Regions from separate parts of the Mus musculus genome. Here region 2 is linked to region 1. The links are chromatin contacts, called in public HiChIP or PLAC-seq maps. All regions are on one chromosome and are shown on one strand. Each heading gives the region's core, a stretch centred on a gene start, on an enhancer-like site or on the middle of the called end of the contact. The rest is flanking DNA. Distances are from core to core; before and after follow the strand shown. Region 1 overlaps Fam185a (family with sequence similarity 185, member A). Region 2 overlaps Gsap (gamma-secretase activating protein).

Region 1 (2,873 bases), core at 89-2,588:
CCGGTGAGGGAACGCTATCTGAAGTTATTAAATCTGGGGTAGCACTGTTCTCTTGCCCCCATCCAAGGTTCTGCATTTTATTTCTTCGGTGAAGAAGCGTGAGGAAATCTGCCATTGCATTTGGGCTGCGAGGCATTCCTTTGCCAGTACGCGCATGCTGGGTGTTCACCGTCCGTTAGTCACTCAGTAGTTACCGAGGCCATCAAACTGTCACAGTAGCACACAGTACCAGGGTTCAAGAAGCCTTAGCTTAGTAATGGCGCTAAAGCACAACCACAGTGTCATGTCTGACATCACTAATTAGGTCTGGCAAAGAGAAGCCACAGAGTGCTTTAGGAAAAAGGTAAACGTTCTCAACTTAGTAAGCAAAAATTAAAAATAAAAATCATCTGCTGAAGCTGCTAGGCCCTACAGTCAGGGTGGACACACTGTTTGTGAACTTGTAAAGAAGAAAAAGAAAGGCATCTAGTTTTGATATTGGGACTAAACTGGTAAGGGCTTTGGCCAGAGTAAATAACTGCTTAGTTGTATAGAAAAAGCATTTGGCTGTCATATGTGTTTATATTAAAAGCAAAAACCCCACAGTGTACAGCGTTGATACTGTTTGTGGTTTCAGGTATCACTGGAGGTCCTAAGACATATCTTGGGGACTTTTATAATCTGGAACAGAACAACAGACAATGAATAGCGGAATTACATACACATTTTGCAGAAGCGCCTGAAACCATTCACCAGAACTCACGGGCAACGCTGTTGTTTTTTATGTTTCTATGAACACTGGCGTCTGCTTGTTAGTCCACGTCCAAAATCCAATGCACTGAAACCGCGCTCAGTCCGGCAGCTTCAGGGACTGAAACCAGCTCTGATGCTGGAAGCTTACAGTGCCTTTGGGGGCAATGGCATTTATCCATCTCTCGTGTTTGCTTGCTTGATTCATGAGTCCTGAAATACAAAATTGCACCAAGTTCAGTTTACCAGCCAAGAACAATATTGAACTCACTGATCTTACTAGTGTATGTCAAAAGCCAGACATACCTAAGAAAGAGTATCTTGGTGAAAAAGGGTTGAGCCGGGAAAGCCGCAAAGATGTTACAGAGCTTTGTTCCTCTTTTGCTTGAGATGAAGCTGTGATATTTGTACTGCTTTTAAAGTAGTTTAAAAAAGAGAATTCTATGGATGCGTAATTAAGCTACTTGTATGTACGGTACACAACAGTCTGTTTGACAAGTGTAGACATCTGGGAAGTCAACTTCCCAGTCAAGACAGTGAGCACATCACCCAACCCCACACTTCCTCCCACACTGTGATCTGCGAGCTTTCATGCGCCTTCCATCCCCCAGAGACCTGTGTGTTAAAGGCTTTATCACCCACTGCACTATGGGAAGGGTGTTAACTTTAGGAAGTGGGTTCAGTGGCAGGCCTTTCGGCCACTGGAAATGTACCCTCCAGGTGGGCAATGAGGTCCCAGCCCCTCTGCATCCTCCTCTCACTTTGCAGCCCTGAGGGGAGCAGCTGCAGTGTCCCTTGTCCCTTGCTATGATGTACTGCAGCTTTAGCACAGGGCCTAAAGGTAAGAGGCCTGCTTATCAGAGACTGGCGCTTCCATAGCTGTGAGCCCCAGTGTTCTTGCTGTGAGTGGATTAGCTCAGACGCCTGCTATGGTAACAGAAAGAAGACTAACACATTTTCCCTGCCTGCCATTCCTCCTCACTCCACAGTCTAGTGACCGGTGATCTGCTTTGTCATGGTGGACTGTTTGAATTTCCTAAAACTTCACATAAATGGAATTGTACTTTTAAACATGTCTTTTTTAACAATCATTTTGAGGCTGTATCACTTTCCAGGTTGTTGCTGGTAGTTTTCCCTAAGCAAGCTCATCAATACTCGTTGAGTGTTCACAGTGGAATCCACAGAACTTCTGGGACAGCTCCTCCCCGTAACCTCCACTGTTTCTGCTATCTTAGCTTAGTCTCTTCACTCCGGGGTTCTGCTGGTTCTGTGTTGCTCTCCTGACCCTGTGTGTGGTGGCCGTAGGGCAGACCCTTTGCTTCTCAGTGAAGTTATTATGCCGTCCCGCTATCAAGGTACCAGAGTAGTCTCTCTCCTGAGAGCCACCACAGTTTGCACTTAAAAGTCACAACTGAGCTTTGAAATAAACATGGAGGAAAGACCGAAAATCCTTAACTTTTTGCTGTTGCACATCATTTAGCACCAGTAAGAAAGCATTAACAACAGGAAGAGCTGGACCCTTGCCTTCGTGTGCAGGTCACATCGCTGCCCCCGCCAGTGGGTTTACCTGCAGTGAGAGGCTGGTCTACTCATGTCCTTCTGAAGCAGGTGAACCAAGAACACAGGGCCGCTGCTGGCAGCAAACACTCCGGGGAGTGATTTCAGCTTAGCCTCCGTGCTCAAAGGCGAGGGAGGCACTTCACAAACTTCTATTACGTTGTAACCGTCCTATCTTGTTGACAGCTTTCACTGAAAGCTCTTGGTACTTTGGCCCGGATCTGTGCGGATGCTATTCTAGGCCTTCAGATGGTTCTTGCAACGCACTGGAACCTGGGGTTTCAAAACCTTAGTTCTTATGTGCCTCTTTGCCTGAAAAAGGAGACAATTTTCCTGTGGCTAAGAAATGGGTCACCCTATTCTTAGGTAGTATGGTTTCCAACAAGTGGGAGGAACAGTTTCTGCAACATGCTTAATCCTGCCATTTACTCTCTAGACTCCGACTCCAGGTTTTCCCAAATACATACCAAGTTCTTTCTAGTTAACTCAGAGCACCCCTGATTCCTGGGAAGCAAGCAGCTCTTAGGTTTGCCCCAGGGCAACTTCTGCTCCTACCCTCTACAGCACACTAAGCTGCAGTGCACCGG
Region 2 (2,700 bases), core at 69-2,568, 220 kb after region 1:
GAAATTCCCGAGGCTGAACACTAAGAGAGCTGCAAGCACACAGCTATCTCATTCAAGTCTCAGGATATAGCTAAGCTTCCTCCTGCTCCAGGATCCGGCAAAAAGTCCACTTCCCTGACCCAACTAGGGAGTTTTATCAGCCATTCTGTTTTGGTTTTTTTATAGGCTGGACAATTTTAAATGTAATCTATAATTATGGCCGTCTAACTCACATTTAGCTTTCTTGAAGCTCAGAGTGACTGATAAGAAAGGAATAGAAATAATTTTCTAGCTGGGTCTGGTTCTCAGCTTTATAGCTAGTAGGTAGGGAGTCTGGCTATCCACCCTCTACAAAAAATGGCAGGAATTAGCTCACTGCTCCGAGGCTCTATGAATGATAAATCATGCTGCTTCGTGGTATCATAAAATTATGTTCACGACATTAATGGAACTCTCACTGTAACTAATTCACTCTCCCAGGACACAGATGCAATCCAAACTTTAGAAAATCCTAACCCCACCCCCACCCCCAGAACCAGCTTGGAACAGGGCTTCCTTTTCCCCAGAGCAACAGCTCTAAAGGCTCAGAGCAGCGAGCTGTTACATTGTGGATGTGCCAGTATTTCAGATTGCCAGCAAACAATGGTATCTGTCTGCACGGTGGAATTAGTGCCTTCTGTGCTTCTTGCCCTGTCTAGTTAAAGCAGCTTCCAAACATGTTGAATGAAGAGGTACAAGCAAAGTCTGGATAAAGAGCCCAGGTGGCACCCTCCACCAGATGCTCAGGAGGTGGCAAACAACCTCTTCCCAGCTGCTCAGTAGCCCTGTACCTGAAAGACTGCAGGAGTCACAGCTCATGCCCTAAGCAGGAGGGAGTCACGTCTTCCTGGCCTTCCCAGTCTCCAGGTCAGCTACTCAGGAATCTCTGAACACGTGATTAAATAAATTAACAACATCTGATTTTGAGCCAGGCATGTGGTGCACACTTGGAATCTCAGCCCTTGGGAGGCTGAGGAAGGAGAGACAGAGGAAGTGGGGAAGAGAGGGAGGGAGGGAGGGAGGAAAAAGAGAGAGACAGAGAAACAGAGACAGAGAGACAGAGATAGAGAGACATAGAGAGAGAGAAAGAGAGAGAGACAGAACTACTTTGGTAAAACTGCCCAGTCCTCTACTTGAAGCAGACTCTCTTCTTTACCCATATATTTGAGTAAGCTATAGTTTCCCTCTTTGGTTTCCTGTGGTTAAATAGTTTTCGTGATTTCTCTTCTCACTATAAAATTAGGAGCTATTTTTAGCCTTTTACGCAAGTTGCTGCTTCCCCTGGGCAGCCGATAGCTTACTAAGGATCAAAGCCCTCCTGAGGAAGGTCAGTCTTGACAACATTTCTTTACAGCATCGTCCTTGTCCCGTATGGCAATTTTTAAAAAAAACAAATAGAGCTTTTAAACATTTTTAAAAAACGTATCTGCATGTTTGCCTGCAGGTATATAGGTGTATGTGTACCGCATGCGTGCCTGCTACCTGGAGAGACCAGAAGATGGTGGCAGGTCCTTAGAACTGGAGCTACAGACAGTTGCGAAACACCATGTAAGTACCGGGACTGAACCCAGGTCCTCGGAAAAAAACAGCAACTCTTTTAACCACTGAGCCATCTCTCTAGCTCCCTCCCCAAGACATGCTTTTTATATTATTTTTAAGATTATTTGGTAAGCCATTTACAAAGAGAGGAAGCTTTTTGCCTTAAGCAGGTGTACTTGCCCCAACATGTCCCCAAGTCAGCTCCTATGAGGCACCATCAACTAATGGCTTGTAAATGACGAACATTTGTTCTCCAGTTCTTGAAACTGGGACACCGTCCTGTCTTCCTTGTGACATCATAAGGTAGGAAGCATTGAGCTTGGTTTCATTATTTTAAAAAAACAATAATGACCAATCCAAATCATAAGGCCGTAGTTGTCCCCTCCTAAAGCCATCACACCAGGGATCAGGACTTCAACATCTGAATCTGAGGGGACACACCTGGACTCCAACCCTAGACTGAGCACATGTCACATCGGGAGGGGCTGTTCCATCTCACATTGTCCTCCCTTCCTTGACTTGGCCAGGAGAGAGGAGGTGTAGTCAGAGTACACTTACTAATGGTCAGTAAGTAAGCCAATTAGGACAAAAGACAAAAAGAACTTTCTTGTTACCCTTCTACTTTTAAAATGAAAACACACAATGTTGATAAGGTTGCAATAAACTCCTACCTAAATTCTTTTGTTCTTAGATTTATGTATATGTATGTGCATCTCTCTGTGTGCACGGCACACATATGTGGGTGCTAATGGGGGCCAGAAGAGGGTGTGGGATCCCCTGGAATGGAGTCAAAGGTCACTGTGAGCCATGTGGTATGGGACCTGGGGACTAAACTGGGTCCTTCGGAAAAGCAGCAGTGCTCTTGACCCCAGAGTCATTTCTTCAGCCCCCTATATCTTTTTGACCATGTAGATTACCACAACTTTTATTGAATATTAGTTTCGAAGAAGAAATCAAAGCTATAAAAAAGTCATAGTGTTTTACCATAAGACATACTCAACCTTGAACCTTAGAGGGATAAACCAATAGAAAAACTATATGTATAAGAATATACAAAAATGAAATATTATCTTTACTGGATAAAAGAAAAAAGTGTATTTCTAGGGATTCCACCTGTGATCTCACATATGTGAGGCAACCACC

The links. HiChIP or PLAC-seq counts read pairs in DNA pulled down with a chosen protein or histone mark.
Region 2: a CTCF HiChIP or PLAC-seq map of large pre-B cells shows a contact between it and region 1, with 3 times the contacts expected there. The contact joins two enhancer-like sites. A contact is called at or near these places in 1 of 15 datasets of contacts at CTCF or cohesin (large pre-B cells), 3 of 484 Hi-C or Micro-C datasets (cortical neurons, myocytes and uterus) and 2 of 115 datasets of contacts at active chromatin or transcription factors (acute myeloid leukemia and large pre-B cells).

Annotation. Positions count from the first base shown.
Region 1 is chr5:21,478,401-21,481,273 of GRCm38.p6, reverse strand. Fam185a (family with sequence similarity 185, member A) reads right to left here. Exons shown (of 8, transcript NM_177869.4): 8 at 1-942. The coding sequence ends at 830. Among named protein-coding and RNA genes, the nearest start is that of Fam185a, 55 kb to the right of the region's middle. Within about 2 kb of position 1,338, at least 20 of the 459 cell types and tissues checked have an H3K27ac peak or open chromatin away from gene starts, as enhancers often do.
Region 2 is chr5:21,259,534-21,262,233 of GRCm38.p6, reverse strand. All of the region lies in intron 19 of Gsap (gamma-secretase activating protein), which reads right to left. Among named protein-coding and RNA genes, the nearest start is that of Gsap, 75 kb to the right of the region's middle. Within about 2 kb of position 1,318, at least 28 of the 459 cell types and tissues checked have an H3K27ac peak or open chromatin away from gene starts, as enhancers often do.